2 separate regions of the Pan troglodytes genome follow, and region 1 is linked to region 2. Evidence: chromatin contacts called from public Hi-C data. All regions are on one chromosome and are shown on one strand. The core of a region is the stretch at or near the end of the contact, and the rest is flanking DNA. Distances in the headings are between cores, read along the strand shown.

Region 1 (4,126 bases), core at 154-2,653, 200 kb before region 2:
TCCCAAAACAACGTCTGCCTTCAGATTCTCCCATGACCTTTTCTGGACCGCCATTCTCTTAGTCACCTTGGCTTGAATCTTTGAGTTGACTTTGACTAAGGCTTCTTGCTCCTCAGAACTCCCAGAGTTTTCCAATAGGTGGGTAGGGCAGTCCATGCTTCCTCATCACCATCCCTCAAACCCCACTCCCCTCCTTCTTCCTCCCATGCCCCCTCCAGTGCAGACCCTCACCGAGTGCTCTCACTTCTCCCTGACCTCCCATCTCTCCCTGCTTCATTTCACCTTATATGGCACAGCTTAATTTGTCATCTTAATACTGTAGCTCTAAGCATTTTTTTCCCTAGGGGGAAAAAGTCCACTGTTTCTTCTATCCGTGCCTCCTGGCCTTGCCTGCAACTGAGGTGGAACCAGTCCCCAGCCTCCTGATTTCGGCTTAGACTTTCCACTGTGGGAGGAGGATCTTGCCAGAGGCACGGTGTACTGCAGTCTAACTCTGGGAGGGGCTGCAGGTCTCTGGCTTTAGTTTTATGAAATGGCCCCTGGGGTGGGCTGGAGGGATAAAGGCCAGACCCTCTCCTGCCCTGTCAGGCAGAGCCCAGGGGCTGTGCTGCCTGTCTAAACCCAGAGCATTTTGGCCACAGAGAAATGCGTATGCTTAGGGAATGTAAAGCCTTGGGAGAAATACAGAACTAGTTTAAGAGAGAAGATGAGGGCGGCAAAAGCCAGGAAAACAAAACTTGTAAATCTGGGTCGTCAGTTTAGGGATTATTAGGTAACTTCCACTGTCAGGAAAGGCTTCTGATGGTTTCAATGAATGGCCTTCTAGATTTGTAAGCCGTAAGTGAAGTGTAGTCAGCTCCCCTGGAGTCTCTTTCCCCCTGGACACAGAAGCATTTATTTTTGTCTTTCCTTATAGCTCATATCCGCTTTAAGTCCCAGTGACCAAAGTTATTGTTCTTGCTAAATCCTCGGAAGTCAGCACATTTGTGCAACTCACTTGGGATTTGCCTAACAAGGGCACAGGCACACTACATAGTCGGTATTTGCTTTCTCCAGGAAATATGCGCTAATGTCTGGGCTGAACCATTCATTCCACACACATGCAGATGGACCTCTGAGAAGGGATCTTGTTTAACACTTGTCCACAGAGAGAGTCAGTTTCCTAGGCTTCTTTCCACCCTTGCCATGAGATGTTTTGCTCTGGCCCTCTGCAGTGCTTAGAGCCTTTTCCTCGCCTCTGCTGTGTATTCTTTATCGGGGTTTTACCGTGTATTCCTTCTGGGTGCTCTGGATCCTCCGTTTCCTCTGTTAGGGGCTCGGTCTTTTCCAGGGCTCTTTCTTCTCTGGTTGAACACCCTGCACCAATCAGAAGCCAGTGTTACTCTACCACCGGGAGCTGAGAACCAGCAAAGGCAGGAAAGGAGGGGAGAGGTACAGGGAGCAAATGAGTTTCCTAGCCAGCCTCTGACCTGCTCTAGGACTGTGAGGTACTCAAGCCTGATCACACAATCTTTGCCAGAGGAAGATTTATAACAGGAGCTTCAGACTTGGAGAGTTTCCCCTCCTCCTCTCAATGTGCCAGGAGGAGCCCACAGTTTCAGAAACTGTGATTTAAAAAAAATTAAGAAAACCAGGTTTGAATTTGAAATGAGTTAATTTTCTTTAGCCCACCACTGGCACATTTTACTCCAATCCAAAACATGTGAAAGTCATGGCGAACCTTGAGTAAAAGTGTATTCAGGGGCCGGATGTGGTGGCTCACGCCTGTAATCCCAGCACTTTGGGAGGCCAAGGCAGGCGTATCATGAGGTCAGGAGTTCGAGACCAGTCTGACCAACATGGTGAAACCCCGTATCTACTAAAAATACAAAAATTAGCCGGGTGGGGTGGCGCTCACCTGTAGTCCCAGCTACTCAGGAGGCTGAGGCAGGAGAATCGCTTGAACCCGGGAGGCGGAGGTTGCAGTGAGCCGAGATAGCGCCACTGCACTCCAGCCTGGGCGACAGAGTGAGACTCTGTCTCAAAAAACAAAAACAAAAACAAAGTCTATTCAAAGTGCTATGACGGGCAGCCAGCTTAAACTACAGCTTGAGTATATGGTTTACCTGAGAAATTCACCTAGATGGGCATTTAAGTATCTTGGAATTAACACCAGGGTTGAGCCTGGTGATGGTATTAATACAAGCCTGGACAAATTGTGAAGTGCGGTATAAACACACGCATTGAACACACACACACACACACACACATACACACACACACAAACAGACACTTTTTGGCAAACTTGCCATTTGGTTTAAAAAGACATCAGGACATCCTGGAAGGGGAAGAGAAGCAGAAGGGCCAGTCTGCCAGAGAGGAAGACAGGGGCAGGAGGAAACCACTGTCACCAGGCATCCAAGGGCTCTCGGCCTCAAGTGCACATACAGGAGCAGGGCGAGATTTCTCAATGCAACAGCCACCCAGGGCCCCTCTGTCCCCCGCCCTCTGAAAATGTGCAGGATGTGTGCTGGAGCAGCAGGTAGTGGGCCTGCTGGTCAGGGACCTGCTGCCTCTAGTACTGTTCTTCTATTTCTGCTTCCTGAAGGACTTTTGATTCTATGCCCCACAGTTCCTTTGATCACTTTACTAGCTATCAAACTGCACAAATAGGTAATGAAATAGCAAGAGGAAACATCCTCCTGAAGAGTTTAATCACTGGAATGAGTTTCCTGCCAGGCAATGTATGTGCACGTTCCAGATTTTGTCCCAGGTGACCAATAGGGGAAGATACTGGATGTCTCCTGGGCTCCATTTTTTATTTTTTAATCTGTGAAAGGAGGGAGGTTGGGTGGAGACACTCAGCTCTTTTCTGGTTTCAGAGAGTTTTAGAAATCCATTTCAGTCCAGCCTATGAGACAGGTGAAAAATATTTGCCTTCCGTTGGCAAACATATTTGTGATTCACTTTTGAAGGAGCATATTTTCCTTATGATTTTTTTTCTTAAGAGGCAGAGTATCTGTTGGGATTGTAGAGAAAAATAAAATGCCCACAAGCCCTGTGTTGAAATTTTTCATTTATTATATAATTTTATTATAGTAAAAAATTAACAAGTTTACAGGTAGACAAGTCAATACAATGAAAAAATCCTGAGTTGTTAAAGTGTTGTTTGTTTGACCCAGTGAAAACAAAAGCAAAAAACAAAAGAAAAAAAGAAAAAAAAAACCCTGGCCAAGCCCTTTAAAGGCCCTGGACTAATCCCCCAGAGAAAACAAACATCCATCTCAGTGCTTGCAGGATAAGTCCTGGCCCAGGCCCAATAATACAAAGTAAAGAATAGGTAGGTGAGCAACAAACAGATGGGAGAGTGCTTCAGCTCTAGGGGAGTCCCCCGCTTACACCCTGGAATTTCTTTGCTTTCTCAGACCTCACAAAAGAGTCTGTGCTTTTCCCTGCTTCTAGAACTTTCTCTAGCTAGGCCTCCTGTTTGGTTCAGTAGTAAAGGTGCCTTTTACCTAAGATGTGTTGTGGGCAAATGCCCTTTCAGCCTTCTTCCCCACCCCTAAGAAAGATCAACACCAGGAGAATCTGAGGTATTGCCTTGAAGATAACAGCTCTGCCTCAGCCCCAGGAGGAGTCTTCATCTTGGGAGAATAAACTAATTTATATTTTGAAAAGGCAGAGAAGAATAAAAAGGCACAAGGAAGGCAATGGGAGATGAATGCAAAGGTTCCTTCATGATTCCCTGGATTTCTGCTTTATACTGAAAAGCTGCAAAAGTTCTTTGAACCTTGAAGTGGCTTGGCCTTTTTTAAATAGGGCAATTTAGTCTACTGGACAAGGTGTACAGGACCCAGGGCTTCATCCATGATCAGCCATTCATGATCACACAGGGCCCAGCAACTTGTGAAAGGTGGTCCCCCAGACGCTGCAATGCCCATCAAGGGGCAGAGCCCCAGGAGGCAGCTGACTCATCAGGAATCACACCGTTTACATAGAGGGCCACCTCTGTGATCCATATACATCTTGCACAGAGCCCAAGGAGTTGATTTCAAACATTAAGATTTGTGTTTTAAAGGACTCACCTTCACCACCAAGCCAATATGACTCTTGTAGAAGAAAGTACCAAGGAAGTGGGGTTCCATAG
Region 2 (4,583 bases), core at 1,471-3,970:
TTCTATGAGATACCACTGAATAGTCAGAAGAAATTTTAATTTCAGCTAGACTGAACTACTAAGTGTTGGTGAGGATGTAGGGCAACTGTAACTGTAATACATGCTTCTATATACAAGGTATACAATCACTTTGTGAAACAGCCTGGCAGTTTCTTACACAGGAAATGTACATTTAACATACAACCCAGTAATTCTCCTTTTGTATGCATCCAAAAGAAATGAAAACATATATTCACCCCTAAACTTGTATACAAATGCATAGCAATTTTTTTCATGATAGTCAAAAACAAAACAACCCAAACTCCATCAACAGATAAACAAACTGTGGTACAGCCTTACGATGGAATACTATTTAACATTACATATCCATGACATCGGAAAAAATCATAGATGAATCTCAAAAGCATTAAGCTAAATGAAAGAAGCCAGGCACATACACACTGTATATCTTTGGTATGATTCCATTTACATAAAATTCTAGAGAATATGAACCTAATCTTAAATGACAAAAGAATTTCGTTGCCTAGGAATGCAGTGGCGGTGTAGGTGTGGGGGAAATTGCGAGAAGCCTTTCATTTCCTCCACTAAAAATAAAGCATCCCTTTACTTTCCCATAGGATATTCAACATACTTGGGAAACTCACGATATTATACCTTGGGCCCCATCAATATTGTCTATTGCTACCGAAGATGCAAAGGTTCTACAGGACTGTCTACCACAAAATGGGATCAGACTAAATTTTCTTAGTGAATGCTGAATGAATAAGTGATACGAGAATGAAAATTCTTTAGGGTGACTTCTGGGCATGAACTTTGTTCAATGTGGTTATACTAACCCCCGGGACCAAGAGCAGTGGCTATAAAAGCCCATGTTCCTAGGTCAAGAGCCTTTACATGTGAGGAAGTGAAGGTGCTTACAACTGAGGTAGATATTCTATTTTAAGGAGGTAAGGGGAGCAGTAATGACCAACCACTATACATTCTTGGGCAGCGCTTTTCTACATCTCAGCCAAAGTTCTATTTCCTGCCAAATTGGGGACTAAAACATTTTCTACTCAGGCCTATTCTATTTTCTTCAAGTTCACTCTTAAACTCTTCTCAGAATCATCAGACAAGAACTGTATACATACTGTAAAGCTCATGAAGCTTAAGCATCAGGGTTGCTTACTTACACAGTTCCTGTAACAAGGAGGCATTTTGAAATAAGCATTTCTGGCAAACTGCGTAAAGAAATCACTACAGAAAGGGACCTAATCTCCAAGACTCCCATAGTTTTGTTGTGATTCACTCATTCTGAATATTCACTTTCATATCTAATTTTGAAGTATTTTTCTTGAAAGGGGAATCTCCTCTCCCAAACTGAATGAGGAGGAAGCGAAGCTAATTCCCAAAGATTAATAAAGAAAAAGGTAAATGTAGAGCAAAAAGGTACTTAGAACTTTCATAAAACATCTCCTAACATTCCCCTTCCCCCCGCCAACCCCTCCATCCCCCGCCCAAAAAAGATCCATCTTTAGAAAACAGAGGATGTCAAAGATCCAAAAAAAACAATGTGGAACGCCACCCTTGGTTTTTAAAGAGGGGTGGTGGTGGTGAAAAGGTGAGATAAACTCGGACAAATCAGAGGGGCTGAAAGACAAGGGAGGAACGTCCTTGGCTGCTCTGTTTAAACCAAGGCAAGATCCTCCCTGGGAACACCAGGTTTCTATCACAGACCGGGTCCTGGGACACCTAGTGAAACAAACGCACAGGGGTCCGCTCTCCAGGTGGTAGGTGCAATCTCCCAGCTTGTCCCTTCCTATTTTGCAGAGCACACGACTTGCCCTAGAGCCATGGCTGGGAAAAGGTGGAAGGGCGAGACCAGGCAGTAATGAGTGGGGAGAGAGAAGGGGAGGAGTAGGGTGGGAGGGAACGACAGAGACGCTCCAGAAGGGGCACACGGTGAGAATGCGCAAGACGGTGTTTTACAACCTTAGATCTCCCTCCCCCAAAGTAATAAATAGCCAGGGTCTAGGTGAGGTGAAGTGCAATAAGAAAAAGTAAATATGGAACATGAGATGTCTGTTTTACTCAGCCTTTGCATGTGTCAGACTGAAATTTCAGAAAACGTCACCAAACTTCCAAAAAGCATCCCCAGTAAGAAAGACGGACTTGAGACCCGGTGAAGAAAACCAAGGGGGTAAGGGTAAAGGAGCCCCTGAATTCCGCAGTGAGGCGATGAGTGCTGGTGGCTAGCAAAGGGAGCGGGGCTGAGACACGCTCGGGGAGTCCTGTAAGGGGAGGAAAGTCCACCCGGCCAGCTTCTCCCCTGCTGCCCGCCTGCGTCACACAACTCAGAGCGCGCACCCGGGGTCCGCGGCGTACCCGCAGCGCCCGCCCGCGTCCTCTCGCTCGTCCGCGCCTGCCTCGCCGGGCGCGCCCCTAGCCCCTGCCGGACCCTGGACGGCAACTAGCCGGCGCCCGCGCGGGCGACCCCAGCCCGGAGCCACCACCGCCGCGGCCGAAGCGAGCGCCACCTCCTCACACTCACCACGGCGCTCCATCCCGCGTCCCGGACGCGGACGGCCGCCCCACACCTACGGCCGCCGCCACCGCCGAGGGCTGGAGCTCGCCGCCCCCATCCCCCACGGCCCGCAGACGCCCGGCCAAGTGGCAGCCGCAGCCACAGACACCACCACCACCACAGCGGCCGCCGCCTTTGCAGCTACCGCCACGGCTGCGCCGGCCGCCTGCCCCGCCCCTTGGAGCCCAGCCCATTGGCCTGGCCCGCGCTCCCGGGGGGCGGGGTCGGCGACCGCGGCAGGTTGGGGCCGGCGACCGCGGCAGGTTGGGGCGGCTGCTCGCTCGCGCGCAGAACGCGGCGGTCAGCTGCGCCCGGCCTGAAGTTGTCCCAACCGCGGCCGCGTCGGTCGCCCTTTTGACTTGCAGCAGGGCGGGCAGAGCGACTTAGAGGAAAAGTGACTTTTTGTACCCTCCTGCAGGGAGCAGGTTCTCTGTCCTTGTTTAATTAGACATTTCTCAGGTGGGCACTTTGAATTCCTTCCAGTCAAGACTCAGGTGTTCAACTTGTTTTGTCGGCCGTCTTCCTCCACCCTTCTTCTTCCATTCAAAACAAAAGTACGTTTTGTGCTTAACTTTAAAACTCCCCCCACTCTTTTCTGTCTTCAACTGATTGTCACTTTCAGCAAACCAAATAAATTACTCAAAACATCAGCTATTATACAGTCCCCGACACATGGCAGGTGCTCAGTAGATGCTAGTTGATTGCATGTCCCCTAACCACGCTACCTGCTTCTTACCATTAAGTGCTCCTTGAGTCATGGGACTGATCAACACGGTGGAGGAAGCCGCAACCAAAATAAAACATTTATCTAGATGTTGGATCACACATCATATCATGTTTGGAGGAAAACAAAACACTGCATTTATATATAATATATATTAGTAACACTTACCAACTCTACTAAGAATACCTTTCCTGTCACCTGTGCTGACACATAAGCACTCCATGAATATTAGCTGATTAATGGGTAAAATTATGGAAAGGGAATTTGGAAAAATCACTTAATGGCATCTTCCCTTTAAATATTTTTCAAAAAGATTAAATATCTGTCATATTCTTCACCCTTCTTCGTTAGGAGAAATATATTTGAAAACATTGTCAAAGGAAGATGTTTTTGTTTTGTTTTGTTTTGTTTTAGAGAGAGGGCCTTGCTCTGTGCTCAGGCTGGAGTGCAGTGGCACAGTCATAGCTCACTGAAGCCTTGAACTCCTGGACTGAAGGAATACTCTCATCTCAGCCTCCTGAGTAGCTGGGACTACAGGCTCGTGTCACCACATCCAGCTCTGTTGTTTATTTTTATGTTTTGTAGAGATGGAGTCTTCGCCATGTTGCCCAGGCTGGTCTCAAACTCCTGGCCTCAAGGGATCCTCCTGCCTCATCCTCCCAAAGTGCTGGGATTAGAGGCATGAGCTACCACACCTGGGTCATTTTTATAAGTAAATATGATTATTAACTGAGAAAGGGTGAATGTCAAACATCTGCTAAGTGGGATAAATGGCTGTGTTTGGCAAAGAAACTAAAAAATAAGGGGCAATATCTCCACCAAATCCTCTGACACTGACTCAGCATGTGCCCTGAATCATCTTATAAGCCAACTAGGTTTTTTACCTATAAATATTTCTTCACTAAAGTGGCTCATGATCATGGTTTTGGAGGACGAGGACTAACAGACACACAAACAAGAAATCAAAGGCATAACTGGATAGTGCATTAATAATGAAGCATGTATGACAGATGATGTGGTATTGTTATTTTATAATTACAGTATATATTAACACATATCCACTCTGCTTATTGAAATATTTTTCATTCCTTCCATGATAGAGAATCCTGCCTCTGCTCTGAAGCCTTTCTGTTCGCTCCAGTGAAAATTAGTCATCCACCGGGCGCGGTGGCTCACGCCTGCAATCCCAGCACTTTGGGAGGCCGAGGTGGGTGGATCACTTGAGGTCGGGAGTTCAAGACCAGCCTAACCAGCATGGAGAAACCCCATCTCTAGTAAAAATACAAAAAATTAGCC

What was found. A called contact is a pair of places that touch in the nucleus more often than the background predicts.
Region 1: a Hi-C map of induced pluripotent stem cells shows a contact between it and region 2, with 1.8 times the contacts expected there. The contact joins the enhancer-like site here to the promoter of ARHGAP29 in region 2. A contact is called at or near these places in 2 of 7 Hi-C or Micro-C datasets (induced pluripotent stem cells and stem cell-derived neural progenitor cells) and 1 of 1 datasets of contacts at active chromatin or transcription factors (stem cell-derived excitatory neurons).

Annotation. Positions count from the first base shown.
Region 1 is chr1:137,128,413-137,132,538 of NHGRI_mPanTro3-v2.0_pri, reverse strand. ABCA4 (ATP binding cassette subfamily A member 4) reads right to left here. Exons shown (of 50, transcript XM_054668016.2): 17 at 4,065-4,126; 18 at 1,267-1,356. Among named protein-coding and RNA genes, the nearest start is that of ABCA4, 72 kb to the right of the region's middle. Within about 2 kb of position 1,403, at least 6 of the 24 cell types and tissues checked have an H3K27ac peak or open chromatin away from gene starts, as enhancers often do. A contact at or near this core is called in induced pluripotent stem cells, where this site is marked.
Region 2 is chr1:136,930,509-136,935,091 of NHGRI_mPanTro3-v2.0_pri, reverse strand. It overlaps ARHGAP29 (Rho GTPase activating protein 29), which reads right to left and starts at 2,720. Exons shown (of 24, transcript XM_054668034.2): 1 at 2,531-2,720.